Regions from separate parts of the Mus musculus genome. Here region 2 is linked to region 1. The links are chromatin contacts, called in public Hi-C maps. All regions are on one chromosome and are shown on one strand. Each heading gives the region's core, a stretch centred on a gene start, on an enhancer-like site or on the middle of the called end of the contact. The rest is flanking DNA. Distances are from core to core; before and after follow the strand shown.

Evidence for each region. A called contact is a pair of places that touch in the nucleus more often than the background predicts.
Region 2: a Hi-C map of liver shows a contact between it and region 1, with 6 times the contacts expected there. The contact joins the enhancer-like site here to the promoter of Sult2a3 in region 1. A contact is called at or near these places in 1 of 39 promoter capture datasets (liver), 2 of 484 Hi-C or Micro-C datasets (both in liver) and 4 of 9 other capture datasets (adipose tissue, liver, macrophages and 1 more).

Annotation. Positions count from the first base shown.
Region 1 is chr7:14,120,572-14,125,492 of GRCm38.p6, reverse strand. It overlaps Sult2a3 (sulfotransferase family 2A, dehydroepiandrosterone (DHEA)-preferring, member 3), which reads left to right and starts at 2,445. Exons shown (of 6, transcript NM_001101586.3): 1 at 2,445-2,635; 2 at 3,700-3,908. The coding sequence starts at 2,500.
Region 2 is chr7:14,199,793-14,204,713 of GRCm38.p6, reverse strand. No RefSeq gene overlaps it. Among named protein-coding and RNA genes, the nearest start is that of Sult2a6, 53 kb to the left of the region's middle. Within about 2 kb of position 1,988, at least 1 of the 459 cell types and tissues checked has an H3K27ac peak or open chromatin away from gene starts, as enhancers often do. A contact at or near this core is called in liver, where this site is marked.

The DNA.
Region 1 (4,921 bases), core at 1,196-3,695:
CTGGCCTTTACCTCTGGCCAGTTTTATTTCTTCAGAAGAGAAGAAATAAAAATAAAAATAAGATATACCTTCTTAATTGGTCAAAAGCTTTAGCAATTAAGGAAATAAAAATTTAACAACTTTGAGATTTAATCTACTCTAGTCAGAAATAATATGAACAAACAAAAATCTTACAACAAATGCGGTTGAGAAACATGATTGTAATAATTTGGGAAATTGGGGACCCTCCTGCACTTAACTGCATTTCAATCTGATGACATCTCTCTGAAAATCAGTGTGAAAAATGTATCATATGGCACGGATACAATATTCCTTGACATATGAGAAAGAACTTGATATATTACTCTACAAATAGTTTCTCAGCCATGTTTATTACTGTTCTAGTCATAATTACTAGAAAACGATAACAACTTAAATGCCCTTCAACTAATAAATGACTAATTAAAGTGTGGTTCATATGTACAATGAAATTCTACTTAGCTGTAGAGATAAATGAAATGATGAAACTTTTAGGCAAACAGGTGGATCTAGAAGAGATTTGTGCTTTCTGGCTTTGAATCTGTAACTATATGGTTATAACTTGGAGTAACCACAGTAACCAGGAAAGTTGAAAGGTATCATTTGAGGGAGAAATTTTAGACACTGGAATAGCACACAGGTGTTACAAAGGGAGAAATGGGGAAAATGGGACGGAGTATATTTTGGACAGACACAGTCTAATGCACAGTGACAAAAGAGACAAAAGGATAAATAATACCAAGGATGTTTAAAAAAACATAGGAAATCATGGTATCCAGTATTTATCTAAAATCGCATATAGTATATATATATGTGTGTGTGAAACATTAATATGTATTTTAAAGTTATTGTGCCATTTGGAATGATATTGTTCTCCACAAGAACTATGGACTATATAACAAAACCCCAATATCATTCATGAAGAATATTCTCTAAAGTAGTTAGTCAGGAGAATCTGAGAACCCCCCCCCCCAAAAAAAATCAGTTATTGATGCTCTTGGTTGCCTCACAGTACTTGGAGATAAGATTATGTTACTGAAGACATGATGCACTTCAGACACACAATTTGGAGGAATTGAGTTAAAATAGCCTGGAAATCTCTTGCAAGTGAAGTGGTTTTCATAACGTAAGACATTGCTTATTCTGCCAGTGAGAGGCACCATCACTCAAACTACGCAGATATGAAGCCTGTGAGCCAGAAGAATGACTTGACTGGCAAAACATCCAAAGGAACAAAACGGTGGCAGTTTTATCTTGGGGTAATCAAAGGCTATATATTTGGACCTTAAGCCTATTAAAAAATAGGGAAGCCATGTCTGGTACTAAAAACATAAACAACCTCATGGACTGGAAAAAGCAAAACCCCATGAGTCTCATTACCAACAGTTCCCTAAAACAGTGTAATTTCCAGCTGATTTCTAAGTACTTGTCTCATACCCACAGGTAAATACAGTTCTTACTGCTTGTCAAAGATACTTCCTTTTGTAACATATGGTGACTCTGGCAAAGATCCACAATGGGTCAAAATATAGATAATAATAGAAAGGTGCCCAAAACAAACTGATATATCTGAAATAAATCCTTACAACATCAGAGACTCAGAGAAAAAGTCACAGAAGAGGGCTTTTTTGTTCCCCCAAAAGCCCAAGGTTCCTGTTAATAGATTATGTCTTTTTTAGATACAACAGGAAAATAGACATATTAACTTTTAACAGTGTAGTTATCCAAACAAACCAGCATAATGGCACTAGTAGGTATACTAAAGAGGCCAGGAAAAATTCTATATGATTTTACCCTATAAGAAGAAATACTTCATATCAGTTGTTGTTAAGATATGGAGAATAGGCTGTGTTTGGAGATGAAATCCCACATTGATTTTTCTAACCTCAACTGCATGCCTCAGGATACATCGCATACAAGTTCAAATGCATGGACTAAGTAGGTTGACTTTACATGTGTGCATATATAAATAGCATCAAATATTAAAGTAAAGACCAAAAATATGGGAAAAGGAGGGAAGGCTTTGAGTGGAAGAAGAAGGGTAGTTAATGTACTATGAGTTTCTCAAAAGTAATCACTATTTTAAAACAAAGAAATTCCATTGGAATGGTTCTGTATGATCTCTGTCATTTTTCTGCATATTCAAAATCATTCTGAAAGCTAAATTGTATTACTCGACATTTTAAATTAACTTGCATTTCTATGTCCTATTACATCTTACTGAGTTTCCAGTTTGGGGTAATGAACTTGGTCTCACAATTTTTGCAGAATGTTATTTGTACAACTTTAAAATTGCTCAATATAGTAACCTTTGACTGTAGGTTACAATACTTCTTTCTTCCTATCAGTAAATATTTCACAACAAGCAAGATAATGTTAATGATTTTTTACTTGCACTTTAAATCTTACTTCTCAGCATTAGCTATAAGCTGAATAGGTGTCTTCGGCTGGAATTCTAACAGCACCTACAAGGAGATATTCATGATGTCAGACTATTATTGGTTTGAAGGTATACCTTTTCCTGCCATAGCATATCAAAAAGAAATTTTGGAAGATATTCGTAATAAGTTTGTGGTGAAAGAAGAAGACTTGTTGATATTGACTTACCCCAAGTCAGGTAAGAATCGTCAGTAAGACTAATTCTGAAATGTATACGGGAGGTTAGTACTTTAATCCTAATTCATTTTGGGTGATAAGTAGAGTGTTCTATATATTAATGTGTAAAATGACTTGTGGGCATGGAGATTTGTGTGTGCGCTCCACTCAGTCTGACCTAAGTGGGCAGAGGAGACAAGCTATGGCACCAGAACAATGATAGTGCTCCCTGAGACAGAATATGCCATTGGTCCCTCTCTCTGGGGAAGAGATAGAAGAGTGAGAGTGATAAGAATGAATACAAGAAATAACATTAAGAGATAAAGGCATGTATGTGAGGATATGTGGAGGAGAGGACAGTTTGAGGTAGAATTACTATGGAACTTGTCCAGGACGTAGAAAGAGTCTGAAAACTCAAGAAAGTAATAAGTGACATCATGGTAGTTTGGGGTGTGGATGTTTGCTGTGTGGAAGACACACTGAACATTGAGTAAGTACTAGGCTGCTGGCATTGAAAGGAAAATAACACAGAAACTACAAAGGCAATGGGAATATAGGAAAAAAGTACCAGACAAAAACTCAGAGAACAAATCTAGAGAAACATATACTGACAAATGAACACATGAACACAAATGCAAGGGTGTGTGATAAATATGCACAAGGGAATTGATTCACTTTAAAAAGAAGAACTCAGTCATACACTACAGCATGGGTCCATCCCAGTAACAATGAATTAAATTAAAGGAGGTAGTCTCAGAGGGCAGGTACTTTGATTACAACATTCTGAAATATCTGGGATTGTCAAATTCATTCCACCAGAATGTAGAATGATGTTGGCCCAGGGCTGGAGAAGATATTCCATTGCCAAGTTGCTGTTTACTGAGTATATGGTCCCTGTTTTGCAAAATGAAGTCTAGAATATAATGAGTGAATATACTTTGCACTTATGTCACATGGATATTGTGAACACAATTCTATGTGCTTGAAAATGGCCAGCACTGTAAATTGTATGGGCATATATTGTACTTGAGGCTTTTTCATAATTAATGTTGAAGTGAGTGACAGTCACTTTTCCTTTTCATTCAGGAACACACTGGCTGATTGAGATTGTCTGCTTGATTCAGACCAGGGGAGATCCAAAGTGGATTCAAACTGTGCCCATTTGGGACCGCTCACCCTGGCTAGAGACTGATATAGGATATCTTGCATTAATTAATAAGGAAGGACCACGACTCATTTCCTCTCATCTTCCTGTCCATCTCTTCTTCAAGTCTTTTTTCAGTTCCAAGGCCAAGGTCAGTGCCCAGTGGTTGAGATTTTCTTTGACTAAACACTCTTTCAACTTATTTTACCTGACAAGTCCTGGAGGTCTTGCTGAAATGTGAAAATGGGATCCTCATGTACTAGGTGATGCTAATGTTTTCCCACCTCAGACTATATTAGATAGAGTACCAGGATATGGACAGTCCACAGTGATCCTGGACAGATTTAAGAAATAAAGTGAAATATCACACTGAAACATTCAGGAACTACATATATAGGCCAGAGTTCAAACTCTAATGTACAGTGAATATTGGTATATCATTGCCATCAAAGAGCCAATCTTATTTGTAACATATACCCTAAGGCCTGTGTGTGAAACACCTAAGACACAATTGCTCATAGGGGAAGCTAACAGACCAAGAATCAATGTTCAAAGATCAGTTGTATATACAATGTCATCATGTGTCTAGCTGTCTAGTGAGATCAGTAGCCACAGGAATCTCCCATGAAATGGAAAGAGGATCAGTAGATGGAATTAGAGATATCCACATACTGACCTATCATAGCTTCTAGTCAGTAAGGAAGTTTTCTGTATATCCTTACATCCATAAAAGCTATAGTTTGTGCTGCAACTACAAATACAAACTTAGAATAATCTCTCATTAAAATGGCACAATGAATTTGTGGCCATTCGTATGTGTGTGTGTTTGGGAAGCCGGCCTGCCACTCACAAGAAATGTGGTATACCTGGGAGGCAAGCTGGGGCTGAAAAGAGAGGGGAAACTAGGTGGTCGAGAGAAAGAATGGAGCTAAGTCATGTTTCCTGATCAATGCTCAAATGTTTAATGGCAAATGCGCTTATAAAGGAGGGTGGGGCATTCCCACCAATTTATCCATGGAGCCTGGAATCAGCTACAGGTGATGACTTGCAGGATAGGGTGTAGTCTCCAGAATAGCTCAGGGTCCTCTCAGCAGGAGGAACAGTGACAGTGGCTGAACAATAGAATGATTAAGGAGGAAGGCTCCACCCTAGGTAATCTCCTTA
Region 2 (4,921 bases), core at 739-3,238, 80 kb before region 1:
TGAAACATTCTATGGAAATAAGTTAAATACATTTGGTCCATAACTTCTGTTAGTTTTAATGTGTCTCTGCTCAATTTCTGTTTCCATGATGTATCCATTGGTGAGAGTTGGGTGTTGAAGGCTCCAAGTATTATTGTGTAAGGTGCAATATGTGATTTGAGCTTTAGTAAAATTTCTTTTATAAATGTGGATACCATTTCACATAGAGCATAGATGTTCAGAATTGAGAGTTTTTCTTGGTAGATATTTCCTTTGATGAATATGAAGAGTTCTTCCTTATGTTTTTTGATAACTTTTGGTTGAAAGTTGAGTTTCTTTGATATTAGAAAGGCTACTCCAACTTGTTTCTTGGGACCATTTGCTGCGAAAATTGTTTTTCCAGCCTTTTACTGTGAGGTAGTGACTGTCTTTGTCACTGAGTTTCATTTCCTGTATGCAACAAAATGCTGGGTCCTGTTTATGTATCCAGTCTGTAATCCTATGTAATTTTATTTGAAAATTGAGTCTATTGAGGTATTTTATTTAGGCATTTGTAAACAGACTTATTTCTCTGATTTTTTTTTTTTTTGTCAACTTGTCATTGGTAGATAGGAAAGCTATTACCTTTTTTTATGTTAATTTTTATGTTAATTTTATGTTAATTTTGTATCTTTTTATTTTGGTAAAAGTCATTACCATATCCCAGTGTTTTCTGGTAAACTTTTTCAGAACACTTATTGATATAATTATATCAGCTATATACATATATATATATATATATTCTTCCATATCTTTTAGGTTTTCAAGTTTAGAGGTATATGATTTTTAATGTAAACTCTAAAAATTGCCTGAATTTGATTTGTGTTGTCATAATGACTCCCCTTTTGTGTTTTACTGTATTACATTTGGTATTTGCTATTTCTTTTGGTGAGTTTAGATAAGATTTGATCAATATTCATTATATTTTGAAGAAAATAACTTTCATCAACTCTCTATATTGTTTTTCTTGTTGCTGCTCTTTCCTTCTTTAATTTCGACACTGAGGTCACTGATATCTTTCTAGCTGCTAAGTTTGGTGTTTGCTTTGTTCTTTTTCCAAATTCCCATGGTGAACATTAACTACTGCATTAGAAATCTCTTTGATGTCTTAACGGAGGAACTTTGAGCTTTAAATATCCCTCTTAGGGCTGTTTTCATTTTATTCCACAGGTTAAATATTGTTTTGTTTTCATCTTCATTTGATTGTGGAAACTTTTTGTTCTTAACTAATTCTTCATTCAGCTGTGAGTTGTTAAATCTTCATGAGTTAGTTTGCATTCTGGAGATTCTCTTTTCATTTACTTGTTACTATTTCATTTTTGCTAAGTAGCATATAAGAAATTATTTTAATTTATATTGGTTAAAACATTATATATATATATATGCATATATATGCATATATATATACTCATATATATACTCATATTACTCATATATATATATATATATGAGTAATAGCTCCATAGGCAACTTAGAACAATGTGTATTCTGCATTGTTTAGATTTAGTGTTATGTAAATATTGGTTAAGCCTGTTTTATCTGAGACACCATTTAATGTTGTTTATTTTTTTTAATGAGATGAGGTGTTAACCACTCAGAGTGGGACTACCCTTTGTTTCTTTATATCTAGTAGTATTTTCTTTATGAAACTGAGTAGACCTGTGGTTAGAATTGTACTGTCTTCCCCATTCATTATTCCTTTAGTTGGTACAAAGTAATGTTTATTTTTTTTCTCACCAAAGTTTGATTCAAGTGCATTTTGTAACATTAAATCAGCAATATTTTCTTGCTTTCTAGTTCTATTTGCTTGGAACACTTTGTTTATTCATTTATGATAACATACAGCAAATATATACTTCTTAATTTTTGAAGCAATTAGACCTTGGATGCAAACTCCACAGCCAGCCCCACAATACCCAGATGCATCTCCAACCTCAGGTGCTCTAACACACCCAGGATCAAAGGATCAGAGGTGAGGAGGACACAGAATCTGTCCCAACACTGGGAGTAACTGGGAACAGTGGGACACAGGCATGTAGGAACTTTGCCAGACCATTGGCAAGTGTTCCTTCTGGTCTGTCTGGACTGGTGCCCTGAGCAGACCTTGGGCACAAACTCTGCAGCCCACAAAATAGAGAGGCAGCTCCACTCTTATGGAATCTAACACACCCAAGGTCACAGGATCTCAGGAACATGGTCAGACCAGTATCTTAGGGTCTCAGAGACAGCTTGACTTACAGGTGTTCAAACATACCCAGGGTCTCAGGAACAAATGATTCCACAATCACAGGATCACAGAGACAGCTAGACTCTGAGGACTTCTGACACAACCAGAATCACAGGAAGGACAGGCTCCAGTTAGACATAGCCAGGGCAGGTAGCACTAGAGATAACCAGATGACTGGAGGCAAGCATAAGGACACAAGCAACAGAAACCCCAATGTTACTTGGCATTATCAAAACCCAATTCTCCTACCATAGCAAATCCTGGATACCACAACTCACCAGAAAAGCAAGATTCAGAAATAAAATCACTTATCATGATGATGGTAGAGGACTTAACGAAGGGCATAAATAACTCCCTTAAAGAAATACAGGAGAACACAGGTAAACAGGTAGAAGCCCTTAAATAGACACAAAAATCACTTAAAAATTACAGGAAGACATAATCAAACAGGGAAAGAAAAGGAACAACGCCATCCAGGATCTAAAAATGGAAATAGAAACAATAAGTAAATCACAAAGGGAGACAACCCTAGAGTTAGAAAACCTAGGAAACAGCTCAAGAGTCATAGATGCAAGCATCACCAACAGAATAAAAGAGACAGAAAAGAGAATCTCAGGTGCAAAGATACCACAAAAAAATATTGACACAACAGTTAAAGGAAACACAAAAATCTAAAAGCTCCTAATCAAAAACATCCAGAAAATCCAAAGCACAACAAGAAGGCCAAACTTAAGGTTAATAGGTATAAAAGAGAGTGAAGATTCCCAACTTAAAGGTCCAGTAAATATCTTCAAAAAAAACTATAGAAAAAAACTTCACCAACCTAAAGAAAGAGATGCCCATGAACATACAAGAAGCCTACGGAACTCAAAATAGACTGGAGCAGAAACGAAATTCATCCCTCTCTTCCCATAATAATCAGAACACCAAATGCACTAAACAAAGAAAGAATTTTAAAAGCAGTAATAGAAAGAGATCAAGTAACATATAAAAGCAGATCTATCAGAATTATGCCAGACATCTTACCAGAGACTATGATTTTCAGCCTTCTTGCCTTTTAAAAGTTGTTAATGAATCTGTTATTCTGAGATGCTTTCCTTTATAATTGGCTTTGCAATTCTCTCTTACTGATTTCAATGACTTTCCTTGCTTACACAGTCATGAGTAGGGAGAGAATAAATATGTAGGCCATTGCTTTTGGCCTTCTCCTGGATATTTCCTCCATTATACTTCTCAGGATCCCACTGCATAAGGAATGGTGCTGCCCACAATATACATTATCCTTCTATAACATTAATTAACATCAGGACAATGTTTTAATAACATACACACAGGCCCATATTATCTACATGATTGCTCATAAAGACTGCCTTCCAGAGTATTTATAGATTGTGTCCAGTTTCTTATTTCTTTTTTCCTTTAAAAATATTTTCTTTATTATTATCAGGGGTTTATATGTGCATAATATCTATGTGGATACACACATGTCACAGAACATATGTAAGAATCTGAGGGCAACTTTGTGGAGTCAATCATTTTCTTCTAATTTATGCAGGTTACAGAGACTATCTGATCATGAGGCTTATATGACAAGCACTTTTATACATTGAGCCATAAATACTCAAACCATTCCCTTTTGTAAATCTACTTATTTCATTTACAATTTTGAATTTTTGCTAATTTCTACTTTTCATTATTCAATAAAGTTGCTCTTATACCTTTCTTTTGAAAATGATAACATTAAAGGCTGGAGAGATGGGTCTGTGATCAAGAGCACTTGCTGCTTTTTTAGAGGAGTAGAGTCTGTTTCCCAGAACTCACACCCTAAGTGGGTCATGATTTCTATAACTCCAGATTCAGAGTAACTGACATCCTCCTCTCTCCTTTGCAAGTATATTCACACACACACATGCAATCTCACATAGCATCATATAGGCAAGCATTTTGAGAACTAGCCAGCGGCTCACATGAACTGGGTTTCATCTGGGAGGCAAACTGGGGCAAACTTTCTCTCTTTCAGAAGGAAAGACAGTGGACGAGAGAGAGAAATGGAGTCAAGACAGTGTTCTGATCAAGGCTCAAATGTTTAATGGTGAATGCACTTATAAAAGGGGGAGGGGGGTCCTGTTCCTTCCAGTTCATCCTGGGAGCCTGGAACCAGCTGCAGGTGATGATGTGCAGGATAGGGCATAGTCTCCAGAATAGCTCAGGGGCCTCTCAGCAGGTAGATGTGTATCTTAAAGAGGAACAGCAACAGTGCCTGAACAATAGAGTGATCTGGAGAGGAAGGCTCCATACTAGGTAATCTCCTTAGTGGCAGCAAAGTCAAGTTCTGGCTCAGCCAGCTTCAGGCTGAGGGAAGGTTACAATTTCCTCCCTGTTACTAATATTAAAAAAAAAAAAAGCTGGAATGAGGCACAAAATGTATTTATGCTCCGTAGTCCTGCCTGGGAATTATGATGACTGGTGGCCACACCTGTCTTAGGAAATCTTAGATCTTCCCGAACCATCCAATTCCATCTTGGAGGCTACGTACAGCTAGTTTGTGTTATATTTCACACAAACTTGGCTCTGTGGTGTGTTATCAACACCCACGGCCTTTTGGCATGTACCTCTGTCTTAGATTGGTATGGTTCCGAGATCTGGGTGCCTGTCATTGACTGACCGGCCCTCATT